3 separate regions of the Zea mays genome follow, and all the other regions are linked to region 2. A link is a contact called in public Hi-C data. All regions are on one chromosome and are shown on one strand. The core of a region is the stretch at or near the end of the contact, and the rest is flanking DNA. Distances in the headings are between cores, read along the strand shown.

Region 1 (4,109 bases), core at 200-2,699, 220 kb before region 2:
TCTAGAATATCTCAAAGTGTAGAGCTTAAATGATCTCAGCAGAAAAATATAGCCATTGCCAACTAGCTCTAGGTGAGAAGATTGTAATTTAAAGTAAAATTTGAAATAAAGATGCTTGAAAGAACATACCAAATTTGCTCATATCATTTGTTCAGGCCATGCATCACTCCCACGAAGCAACCTACATTTATAAAAATGATATTATATGCTTGTAGTCTACAATATTGCATGCTTAGTAGATTCAAGTTATGGCATACCTAATTTTGCGCTTGAAGCCAAATTTCTCTAACATCATGCTCTGTTGTTAAGAAGAAATTGTTGCTCATGGGTCATGGGTTAAAGGACAGTGTTGGCTTGCAGTCCCAGGAATGGTATCAGCCATCAAAGAGATGTTCATGAAGACAACCAACCACCAGCATATGCTCAACTACCACTTGCTTCACTTCACCTCCATGTTTTCACGTTGGCCAATACTGAGGTTGAGCAATAGATGAACTGGCATTGATTGATGCTAGCGATCAGTTGTGAAATTAATCTACACACCTCCCCAATCTTTTTTTTGATGTAATGACCTCCCCAATCTAGATATTACGAACTGTAAATTTCGGTGCTATTATTGAAAAAAGGACAATGCGGTGGTGGGATACTTCCTGTTCAGGTCGACGGAGGACACAAAGGAGCAGGTCCAGATCTGAAGGTAGGTAGGTACTGACCTCGCCGGAGCTTGATCTTCTTCTTGTGGGTGACGATGGTAGGAGGCTTCCTGTTCGGGTCGACGGTCTGCGTGGCCTTGGCGTCGTCCGGCGCGAAGAGCACGGCGTCGATGCCCTGCACGGAGATCCTGCCGTCGGTGTAGATGTCCGGGTCCAAGAGGTAGCGGATCTTGTGCGGCAGAAACCAGAATCAAATGTACCTAGTGCGGCAGGCGCAGGGTGTCGTAGCTGGATCAGAGAGGCAAACCAGAATCAAACGAAGATGCAGGTCGGCAGAAACCAATCGATGAAATCTTTGCTAACCCCCGCGACCCCGGCTTAACCCCCGCGCCCCCGGCTCAGAAACACGCGTACCTGGCTGCAGTAGAGTTCTACTGCTGCAAGAGCTGGAGTGGCGTTGGAGTTGTTCGGTGGAGCGGCGGAGGCGCTCGTGGCGTTGGAGTGGCGTTGGAGGCGCTCAAGCGTTGGAGCGTTGGAGCGGCGGAGGCGCTCGTGGTGCATAGCGAAGACGAGACGAGGCGGCGGAGAATCGCCTGGCCTCCTAAGGCCAGGGTTGTTTCCGACGGGAAAATGGGACAAATCTCTGCACGAGATTGGGCTGCCAAATGACACACATGAATAATCCGAGGACAATCTTCTGGTGGGCTTTCTTCCAGGAGAAAAGGCCAGGAAACCGGCCGGATTTTGGGCTGCCAAACCAGTCCTAATAGAGTAATAAACACTGCACAGATTTCCACATGCAATGGACTCGAGTATCTAAAATCGCTAGCAACGGCATTTTGTATCGATGAACAAACCATTGAATAAAGAAAATAAATAGAAATAAACAGGTATTGTTGAATTCACACAAAAATTGGTCTTAAGACATACACACGAGCTAACCGAATGATCTCTAGAACTTACTGCAATGAGCGAGCTGCAGCTGGACATTCTCTATTGGTATGTTTGGTTGGCTTCTCTCCGTAGCCTGCTTGTATGAGCTAGACCGACGGTGCCTGTATGAGCTAGACCGACGGGAGCCTAGCTCCAGAGATGCGACCAATTTACTCGCGTCTGCAGAGCCTGCTCCAGGGCGCTTTGAGTATCGTGCGAGCCTGGCTCCATATCTGCACGCAGGTAATCAAACACACACCTCACACAAGTAGAGCTTGGTTGACAACAACCAAACACCAGCTCATTGCATTTCACGATGCAAGCACCAGCAAATATAGGCAATATTTTCCTTGTCGGTCAATAAATCCGAGCAGCCATGGTGGCAGTAGGTGAATCCGGTCTTCATTTTGTACTATAGATTTTGTACTATAGTGGGAGCTAAAAAAACCTGCTTCCCGCTGCTCCTAACCTGCTTCCCACACTACAACTCCTCATAAATCACTTCACACACAATTTGCCAAACAATTTTTGTTGAATTCACTTCTACTTGAAAATCATTTGGAATCTCTATTGAAGAATTAGCTCTCAAAGCTAGAGAATCATGCGGCAGCTCTCATCACATCTCTTTGTGACTTTGTGTGAGATAGCGCGATAATCCGAGTAAAACTTTAAAAAATGCTAAAGATCAAATACTATTGCGCAGCCAAGTTTTCCGTGTATTTTCCATACAGTCAGACTATCAAAAGTTAGGACTTGTTTGGTAGAGCTCAGCTTCATGATTCTCTAGCTCCGAGAGTTGATTCTCTAATAGAGTGATTCTGAGTTCTCTATGAATCTATTTGACGAAAACCGTTTGGCATAGGCTGTGAAGTGATTCCTGAGGGGTTAAAGAGTGAGGAGCAGGTTGAAAGTGGTAGAAAGTAAGTTTTTTTTTTCTCACACTTTCTAGTACAAAGTAGAGATAAGATTCACTCCACTTCCACTTTGAAGCTCAGATTTTTATCATTTAGCTTGGCAAGAGTGATTCTCGCTTGGAGCGAAGCTGTGGGAGCTCTGCCAAACACCATCTTATAAAAAAATCTCAAAAATTATAGATATAATTTATTATTTACTCTATCAATATACTAAATTTTAATTTATAATTCATCATAAGTTAAGAGATATAACAAGACAAAAATTCTATCCAATATGAAAATTTGAAAAATGATAGAATTTTAACTTTTTGTATCTCTTAACATAAAAATGAAAACTTAAATTTGGTATATTGTTAAAATAAATACTAAACGCATATAAAGATTTTTTAGAGTTTTTATGACTTTTGATATTTTTTTGCACGACGTTGGCTTGAGAAGCTTGATTGCACAATAGTTTTTCTTATGGAAAAATAGTTTAGTTAATCGAACACTTAAATAAGCAAACAAAAAGACATTTAGTTCGTAAAGAAAATTACACATTATGCGGGCCAAATTAAAAATAAAAACTACACAATGCATAAAAACTAAAACTAACATTATTTGAAGAAAATAAAAAATCACATAACTCATAAAATAATAAAATACAATTTCTATGGTGCAGATCCTAAATATGCTCCATCAAAGGATGACTTCAAAGCTTATTAGTGCTTCAGGGGTGACGGTTGATCCTGCAATTGAGGATTCGACTGTCTTATAGTTGCCCACATCATATAATCTTCTCCGCTCATCCTCAATAATCAAATTATGCGGAAGGTCCACCCAACCTAAAGGGAGTGAGATATTTTCCCAATTTCTACAAATATAAACCCCGAACTACAAATCGTCCGGGTGAACGCGCAACAACCAACCAGTGCGTTCCGTTGAATCGTCGTGCGTATGGGATTAGCAATGGTTGGTTCTTAGGTGCAATAAATAATGGTGAGCTAGTGAGATTTTATAAAAATATAGGTTACGTGCTGACATGGATAATGGAGTAGACATATAACAAGACGCACACACCCATATCACCATGTGAACCCTTTGATCAGTAGTAATTGTGAACATCAACATGATGCGTTTAGTCGATTCGTGTTTGCTATCCCGAGAAGACGTGTATGATCTCTAGCTAGCTATCCTGTGTTAAGAAAAAAAAGATTTCGTCCATGTCAAAAATTCGGAGGAAGAAACACACTTAATATCGAAGGTGGAGATTAATCAAGATCGACGGTCATTAGTTAATAGAATTAGTGTTAATAATATTCCTTAATATAAATCCTGTTCCCGAACAGGCATCCCTCTCTCTCTCTCCTACGACGAGGAAACCGTCCATAGCGAACGGACAAGTTTTCTGTCGTTTCACTATGTATAAATACACACCACCATCGAATGAAAAGTATACGCATCATTTGCTTCAGTCCCTTCGTTTTCTAACATGTTATCAGCACCCGCTCTCGCCAGAAGAAGAAGAGACGAACAGGGAAGGAAGAACGATGTCAACCGAAGACAATCCATTAGAAGAGGAATTATGTCTTGTGGATAGTTGCACCACAAACACTATACTCACAGAAAT
Region 2 (4,501 bases), core at 1,963-4,462:
ACTAACTGCATCATGGAGCCATACTAGAAAAATACATGCATAAAATCACACAATTAATAAGGAAGTTGCGTAACACCTGTGAGGGCAATCAAAGACTGGTATATATATAATAGTAAATAAAAGTATACATTACCGAAACCCTAACACGTGTCTCCACCTCCCCCTCACGGCGATTGTCCGCCAACGACCAGCTGACAGCTGACTGGCTGGAGGAGCTAGTTGATTTGATGTGCACTGCAGTACGTATGCACAGGCACATGCAATATGCATCACACATGACAGGAGCTAGCAGAGATCGACGTCGACACGACGACTGTTCAAACTGAAATATGGATTTTAAAATACAAACTGATCAGGTTCTCTGTCCTGCTCCTCTGTGCATTTCTCAAGCGAACATGCATGCATTGCAAGAGGAGGATGCGTGCGCGTGTCCGGCCGGGGAGGAGGATCGATCATTGACCATATACTCTTCTTCTTCTTCTTCTTGTGATGACGATATATATATATATATATATATATATATATATATATATATATATATATATATATATATATATATATATATATATATATATATATATATATATATATATATATATATATATATATATATATATATATATATATAGTGCAAGCTAGTACTCAGCTTTCAATTCATTACGGAACGGAAGGTCCAAGTAACAACGACACCCAATGCAGATTATATTAATTACTGCACAAAAAGTTGCAGATGAGAGCCCTCTTCACCCAAAAAAAAAACGAAGAAAATCATTCAGAGTATTGTATGTAACTCTGAAACGACTTCTTGACTGGACTGGGAAAGTTCTTCGTTCTTTCGGAGACTTGGAATATATAGTCTAGTAAAACCACCATAGCAATAACAAGTAAGACGATAATAACCGTACCATGCATTTCACTGCCGTGGTAGCTAGTGGTCAATTACCCTCGGCCAGAATAATTAATATAATGCAATGCAGTGGTAAACAGTCCATGTCCTCTGACCTGCAGACAGCAGCTGCCGGAATACGACGTTTCCAGGAAGTTCCAACCCCATCAAGATAAACAAAATAATGCAAAAGTAATTTAACTCGTGTCCCTTCTGTGATTCTTTCTTTTTTTTAGTTTACCTACTCTAGCTCCTGCAAAGATTATATTATCAGCGCTCGCCTTAATTAATTTGGCGGTCAAAATGGTACGTACGAGGGGGCTAGGCTATCTTACGTACTACTGGACAAAAGCTGCAGAGATGAGAGCTCTCCTCAGAAAATCAAAGAAAATCTGGTGAGTGTGGATGGCAGAGTATTTTGTATTGTTACTCTAAAACGACTTCTTGACTGAGAAAGTGCTTCTTGGGAGACTTGGAATAGTAGTAAAACCATAGCAATAAGTAAGATGATAGCATAATAATCACTAATTCAGCTGCACATTTCACTGGTGGACGCTCAATTGTCGTAACCACCTGGAGATATATTGGAGATAGGGTATGTGTTTTGTTGGACATACAAGGAGTAAAAGAAGTAGGCGGCCACGTTTACTATGATGTTTAGATAAGAGTCACGCGGAAGTGATCGATATGAACACCGAAGCAATTTTTAGTGACGGCATGGTCTCAAAAAATCGAGTAGACGGTGTCGCTCCACCTTATTGTACTTTGACATTAGACCAAATACATCCATACTTCTTCGGTGGGCCACTCGTGAGGATTTCACCATATCTACCTCAGTTTTACATTTAATTAATTCTGAAGTAATCTGTGTTGGCTCTGGAGACTTACTACACGGAAACCTAGCTAGCTAGCTAGAAAATAATGAAGATAAGAAAGCAACTTTGTCGCAGAGGTACACATTAACACATATATAGATCAGTAGTAATAATCATGATCCAAATATATCTTCATGATTCGTCTTAGTTCTTAGTTATTTTTTAGTTTAAAATTAAATAGAAATATATATGGTCTGATTCTAATATGATCCGATCTTTAACTTTATAGTGTAAAATTTAAAGCTAGATACCACCCCTATACATACATAATGCGATTTACCATAGACTTTTATTTGACATACACAACTGACGACACATAATCAGTTACTAGGACACAAAGCCGTAAGAACTTCTAAAAGGATGGAACAAAGTCGTCTTGCCACACAAACGTAAACAATATAATGCAAGTTTTCCACAGACGACCTTTTCATTTTACATAGGACTGACTAGCACATGGAAACTTGAAAAGGGAACGGTTTGATTCGGAGAACGACAAAGCTTTACATGCGAATATAAAATGCTCTCCCTCGTGAATGAGAAGAGGAAAACCGCAACTTGTCCGAAGCCATCAGCTTAACAAACGGTTCGTTCAATTATATGAATTAAAATTAAAAAGACACGGCGCGGATTTACACTACCGATACGCTGCATGACTGGTCTTCTTTGCCGAGTATTCTAAACACTCGGCAAATGTCTTTTTTATTTGACAAAGTTTTTGTTGAGTATTATATTTAACAAAGAATACTTGATAAATATTTTATTGGTAAATGATTCTTCGTCGACTATTTTTTCTGCAATTGGTAAAGACTTCGCCGAATATAAAAAACACATAGATGACTCAAGATAATCCAAATGATATTATGGATCTTTGCATCTTCGATGACTAATATGAGAGATAAATAACGATCTAGACCATTAATTTGTATGTAGTTGGATTACTTTGATATATAAAATTAACTAGATTAGGCATGCCCATACACGTGCATGGGGGTGGTTGTTGAGGAGAGTACGTACATCTAGTAAAGAAAAAAAATAGTGTATTATTGGGGGGTAAGTATGAACTGATGGATTTATTCATTGCTGACCATCACTACTTGGTAGATGCTAAAATTCACCAGAATTAAGTGTTCGACACTATACTTTGTATATGGCCCACGATATATTTCATATGCATGCGTTAGGATTTCAAAAGGCTAGGAATAAGACCCATTCACAGAAGAATGTAGTACATATGAGAAAATGGATTGGAAGCGCATGCACGCGGGTGTTCTCTCTCTCCATTTTTTTTTCTAAGAATCACCTCGAACCATGTTATATGTTGTACGTACACGAACACGAGTATCTACTACGGCTGGATGTTCGTTAGCCGAGAACAAGAACAATTACGGGCCCAAACAGTGAAAAGGAAGATAGCTTCGGCCCAACAAGGTAAAATGAGCAAGCCCATCAACTACATAAGCTCGTTAGTTGCGTACGGACCACTACGTTCCTACCAATACCGCATTACGGGTTCGTACATAGTTAGAGATGGCAACGGATATAAATCCGTCGGGTTTTGCTATCCCAAACTCGTGCCCGTGAAAAATATTTACACCTATTAAAAAACCCGTACCCATGACGGGTTTGAATTTTTGCCCAAACCCATACCCATTGGGTTTGCGGGTACTCACGGGTTACCCGCGGGTTTTTATCTCCAATATGCTTATTCTTTTTATAATCAATAAGTATCGTACTGATTAATGAGATCATAGTCCAAAGTTTATATAATGAACAATGAGTTCATGATTTGGTATAAATAATATTAGTAGAGAGAATTAAATATAAATAATACGTTGTATAATTAAGTTACCTTGCACTAAGTTATACACACCACATATATAACGCTAGTAATAACTATAATAGCAAGCAAGCAACACTATCACCAACTACTTATACATTCACTATTTGATAAAAATTAGGAAGTAAATAGGTAGATAACACGTTTGTTGTTCGTTTATAAAATAAAATGACAATATGCATTAGGTTTGGTCGGGTTTAAAAAACCCACGGGTTCACGGGTTTGGGTACAATCAGAACAAACCCGTACCCATGAACCCGTCGGGTATACATTTATACCCATTAACAAACCTATGGGTATGAAAATTGATCCAAACCCGTACCCTAATGGGGTAAAAACACATCGGGTTTCGGGTACCCATTGCCATCTCTATACATAGTGTAGGTCTGGAGGTATACGTGACCAACGAGTCGTGCTGATTTAATCGGATCAAAGCACGGTTCGGTACGGATAAATATATGGTGGGTTAGATTGGGATAAAGTTGGATCACAGATGGGTTGTGCTAGGTCGTACTCAAGTTGATGGGCTATTTATGTCTAGTATCGTGCTAAATGAGTCGATAGTGCTTATACCGTCCGATGGGTTTGTATCTAAGCCCAAATATGATCCATAATAAACCTCGAGCTGGCCAGACATAGTTACTGTCGTGTCGTGCCATGTCCGTGCCAAAATAAGTGTGCCTCGTGCTGGTCCATATAGACCGACTCATGTGGTCATCTGTAGCCTGGAGGGCAAGTGGTCGATGGATGTGCAAGCTGAAAGATCAAATTAATCTGATCCACGTGCAACAAATAATTGACACAATAGTTGAAAGATTCAAAGCTCCTTCATATTTCATATACGCTTCATTATGCTCGTTGTGTTAGGTTTAATATAGATATATAGCTCATACCTTATTTAAT
Region 3 (4,410 bases), core at 95-2,594, 170 kb before region 2:
CGAATAAAAAATATTTAAAAATGTTTAATATAGAAAGAATATTGCACTAATTGTCTTACAGCTTGTGTTTTTTGTGTGTTTTTCAAGCCTATGGTCTCAGGTCCTATTTAACGAAGTATTGTGATGTCCTGCTTAACGGACAAAATAATCATAAATTTGATAATCCAACAATCGATAGCTCAAATTCTTCGACGGACACGTCTCGTGAGATGTCTCTAAATGCTAGACTGTTAGGTGTAGACTTAAATCAAGACATTGATTGTGTATCTTAGAAATTTCAAGCTAAAAGTTATATAAATCTCCTTTCCGTGCCTACACTACAATTTGTAAACTATTAATATAGCTTTTCATCTATTTTATGTTATAGTTTGTGAATATTTTTAGCTTAATCTTTTTAAAAGTTAAGACTTAGTATTATTGTTTTTAACTTAATCTTTAAACACAAGATTTATTATGTAATTTAGTGTATGCATTCCAAATAACGTTTAAATTCTAAAACTATTATGGGGTGTTTGGATCCCTTCATTTTAGAGGAATTAGAATTCACTCAATAAAGTAACCTATTTAGTTTGGAATTTGATATTCCACCACTTTATAAAGTTTAGATATAAGCCGGCCTATCTTAAATTCATGGGGTAGAGGATGTGAAATGATTCTATGGATTAGTAGAATTTGTTTCTACTCTGTAACTTACATGACACTCTTCGTCTCACTCATTTATAGTAAAAATGTAGCACATAAATATCTTAAACAACTTGCTAATAATAATATATATAAATATATTTTTGTATAAAATCGAATTAGTTTAATTGATATATGACTAAATTATTATTATTACAATGGAATTCAATTCTAATGATCCAAACGGGGTGTTACTGAAATATCAAATAGTTTAGTCGAATAGTTTGATTAAATACAATGTATATGTAAGTTTTAGGTGATATAGTAAAATTATGGATACGTCACCGCGGCGTGTCTGGGCCTAGCTAGGACGGTTTGATCTCAATCGACTGTGCAATGTATCTCTGGTAACTAATATATATATATATATATATATATATATATATATATATATATATATATATATATATATATATATATATATATATATATATATATAATTGTGACGTTCAGTGTATCCCTGATAAAAATCAACTCTCGCTTCCTTGGAGCATGAGCTAGTGAAGGTGGATGGGACACGTACGTGTGTACGTAGCGACATCGTATCCATGAGGATCGTCCGTCAACCAAGAGAAAAGGGGAAAAACGGTCGGACAGTCAACGGATCATGACGCACAAGATTACAAGCTACAACATCAATTGGTGAGGTCTCTGTCCCCTGCGCACGCAGAGAAAGTTCGGAGCTACTTCGGCTGCTGCTGCCTCTGCATGGAGCATGAGCGCGCGCGCTATGATAACAACGACGAATTCCAAGCCGGACCGGGCCGGGCGCCGGCGGATCGGACGATTTGGACGGGAAGGAAAGACGCGACGACCACTTTTCTCATGCATGGTAGGGCATGTACAACAAATGCCCGATTAATTTTTATAACTTTAAACTTCTATATCATAAATACACATGTATCTCTTATATTTTTTTCAATTAATCACTAAAACATCTTAAGAGACCATATATTAAATAAATTTGTACAGTCTTAATTAGCCCTCGGATCCACAGGAAAAGTTCTAGGGCATGTATCCAATTAATTAACCCTCTTGTCATGATGTGGGAGCGGCACACCATGCATATGCATGCAAGACAAGTCGGGCGAGATCAGCATGACTCGAACCTTGACTACCAAGTTCAACATATAGCACTTACACCATTATGTTAACTACTATTGTCGGCGTTTCGGACCCGAAGGGTCCCTGTACCGACTAGTAAATTTTGTCGCTGCGTATCCCTACCCAGATGGGTTGGTGCGAGATGGAACACAAGAGGGAAAATGAGCCTTGTATTATCCTGCACCAGTGTGCTCGTAGTAGGGGTTACAAGCGTTGCGAGAGAGCGAGAGCGAGAGAGCGAGCACGAGAGAGAGAGAGGGGGGGTCCGGCCCTGCTCATCTTCTCCCGTCCCTTTGCCGTACGTCTACTCGTCCTGTCGTGCGTCTCTCGTCTCCCCGTACGTCTCCTCGTCTCGCCGTGCGTCTCTTGTCTCCCCGTACGTCTCCTCGTCCCGCCGTGCCTCTCTCCCCCTGCCTCTTGGACATCCTCTTTTATAGACATAAGGAGATGGCCCAGCTGTACAATGGGGGTGTAGCTATGTGCTACGTGGCCAGCGGGGAAGTGCTTGGTCGCTATGCTCGTGTTAACGTGTCCGTTGGAGAAGTGCATGAGCCCTGTAGAAGCACAGCTATCGGTGCTGCATGGATCTTGCTGACGTCTAATTGCTTCCGTAGGGGGCTTGAGAACCACCGACGTCATGGACACACGCGGGGAACCATCATTGCCTGTTACCGGGGTAAGCTAGATGGGACGCCGATCTTGTTCCTTCGTAGCCTGAGCTAGCTAGGAGTAGGGTAATGATGTTTCCCTTGTGGCGTGGTCGATCCGAGCCTGAGGTCGGGCGAGGCGGCGGCTCTTCCGAGGCCGAGGCTGGGGCCGAGGCCCAGGGTCGGGCGAGGCGGAGATCTCCTCCCGAGGCCGAGGCCTATGGTCGGGCGAGGCGGAGCTTCCTGTTGCGCCTGAGGCTAAACTTGGCTGTTGTCGGTTTCACCCGGGTGGTTGGCACAGCACCCGGAGCGGGGCAGGCGGCGCTGTTTTCCTGTCAGATCGGTCAGTGAAAGGGCGAAGTGACTGCGGTCACTTCGACCTTGTCGACTGAGGCACGCGTGTCAGGATAAGGTGTCAGGCGATCTCAGCATTAAATGCGCATGCAATACGGTCGGCTTGGTAAGGCGATTTGGCCAAGGTCGCTTGCACGACAAGGCTTGTCTTTGGCCGAGCCGAGGGTGCGCTCACTGCCTGAGGAGACCCTTGGGCGAGACGTGAATTCGTCTGGGACCACTGTTCCCACTCGAGGCCGGGCTCGAACGAGGCGAGATCGCGTCCCTTGGTAGACGAAGCTTTGACTTTGGCCCGAACTGTCTGTCTTCATGGTTTGCTCTGAAGGTGTTCAACAGCCGTGTTTAGGAGTGTTTGGGGTACCCCTAATTACGGTACCCGACAGTAGCCCCCGAGCCTCGAAGGGAGTGCAGGCACTCGCTTGGAGGTTCTGCCGGATTTTTGCGAGGGGACCAGGCTTTCTCGGATATGTTCCGTTCCGGTGGGTGCGCGCGAGCGCACCCACCGGGTGTAGCCCCCGAGGCCTCGGAGGAGTGGTTTGACTCCTCTGAGGTCTAAATTCTTGCCGTGATGCCTCGGTCGGCCTGGCTGTTCCCTCATGCGGCCTGGCGGCAGCCCGGGTGCATGGTCAGGCTCCGAGTTTTCGAGCTGGTTTGTTGACGCTGTCAACAGTTTTGGCCGCAGCTGGGTGCGAGGGCAGCCCCCGAGCCTCTGCACGGAGCGAGAGGACGATCAAGGACTGTCTCGACTTTTATCATACGCCCCTTCGTCGCCTTTTCGCAAGGAGGAAGGGGGGAAAGCGCCACGTTACCCTCGGAGGGTACCGATCATGGTGTTTCTAGTGAGTTGCTAACGGGTGATCCGAGTGGATGCCCGTGCCCCGTTCGTTAAGGGTCGGCTAGTGGCCCAGAGGCGCGCTCCAAAAGTACCTGCAGGGGATTTGCTGGACCCAGACCCATTTCGATAGGGTCCGAGGGCTCGGTGCCTCCCTCCGGTGGGATTCCATTACAAATCATTCCCGCTGGTCTCGGGAATGTCCTAGGGTACCTCGGGAGCGTAGCCCGAGCTTCGGCCATGTAACAGACGTAACCAGGGTCATCCCTCACTCTGCGTGCTCTGGGGTGGTTGTCGAACCCTTCCGAGGGGCCAGCCTTCGAACCTCTGATCAGTAATGGGCACGGAGCCTGAGTGCTCTAGGGCGGCTGTCGAGCCCTTCCGAGGGGCCAGCCTTCGAACCCCTGATCAGTAATGGGCGCGGAGCCCGAGTGCTCTAGGGCAGCTGCTGGACCCTGCAGGGCGCAACCTTCGAACCCCTGATCAGTAGGAGGGCTCGGGGGCCCGAGTGCTCTGGTGCGGCTGCTGGACCCCGCAGGGCGCAACCTTCGAACCCCTGATTGGTAGGAGGGCTTGGGGGCCCGAGTGCTCTGGGGCGGCTGCTGGACCCCGTAGGGCGCAGCCTTCGAATCCCCTGATCAGTAGGAGGGCTCGGGGGCCCGAGTGCTCTGGGGCGGCTGCTGGACCCCGCAGGGCGCAGCCTTCGAACCCCTGATCAGTAGAAGGGCTCGGGGGCCTGTTTCCTTCGCAGGGAAGGATCCTTTTCGAAATATCCCCTTTCCCGGTCCCTGT

Evidence for each region. A called contact is a pair of places that touch in the nucleus more often than the background predicts.
Region 1: a contact with region 2 is called in a Hi-C map of ear, with 6 times the contacts expected there. The contact joins the promoter of LOC103634933 here to the enhancer-like site in region 2. A contact is called at or near these places in 4 of 25 Hi-C or Micro-C datasets (ear, leaf and tassel).
Region 3: a Hi-C map of tassel shows a contact between it and region 2, with 2.0 times the contacts expected there. The contact joins two enhancer-like sites. A contact is called at or near these places in 2 of 25 Hi-C or Micro-C datasets (ear and tassel).

What each region holds. Positions count from the first base shown.
Region 1 is chr8:22,465,105-22,469,213 of Zm-B73-REFERENCE-NAM-5.0, forward strand. LOC103634933 reads right to left here and starts at 1,450. Exons shown (of 5, transcript XR_557015.4): 1 at 1,068-1,450; 2 at 714-913; 3 at 258-495; 4 at 130-181. It also overlaps a transcript of LOC100280975 not described here.
Region 2 is chr8:22,683,844-22,688,344 of Zm-B73-REFERENCE-NAM-5.0, forward strand. No RefSeq gene overlaps it. Among protein-coding and RNA genes, the nearest start is that of LOC103636824, 38 kb to the left of the region's middle. Within about 2 kb of position 3,213, at least 10 of the 20 cell types and tissues checked have an H3K27ac peak or open chromatin away from gene starts, as enhancers often do. A contact at or near this core is called in ear, leaf and tassel, where this site is marked.
Region 3 is chr8:22,511,662-22,516,071 of Zm-B73-REFERENCE-NAM-5.0, forward strand. No RefSeq gene overlaps it. Among protein-coding and RNA genes, the nearest start is that of LOC103634934, 15 kb to the left of the region's middle. Within about 2 kb of position 1,345, at least 13 of the 20 cell types and tissues checked have an H3K27ac peak or open chromatin away from gene starts, as enhancers often do. A contact at or near this core is called in tassel, where this site is marked.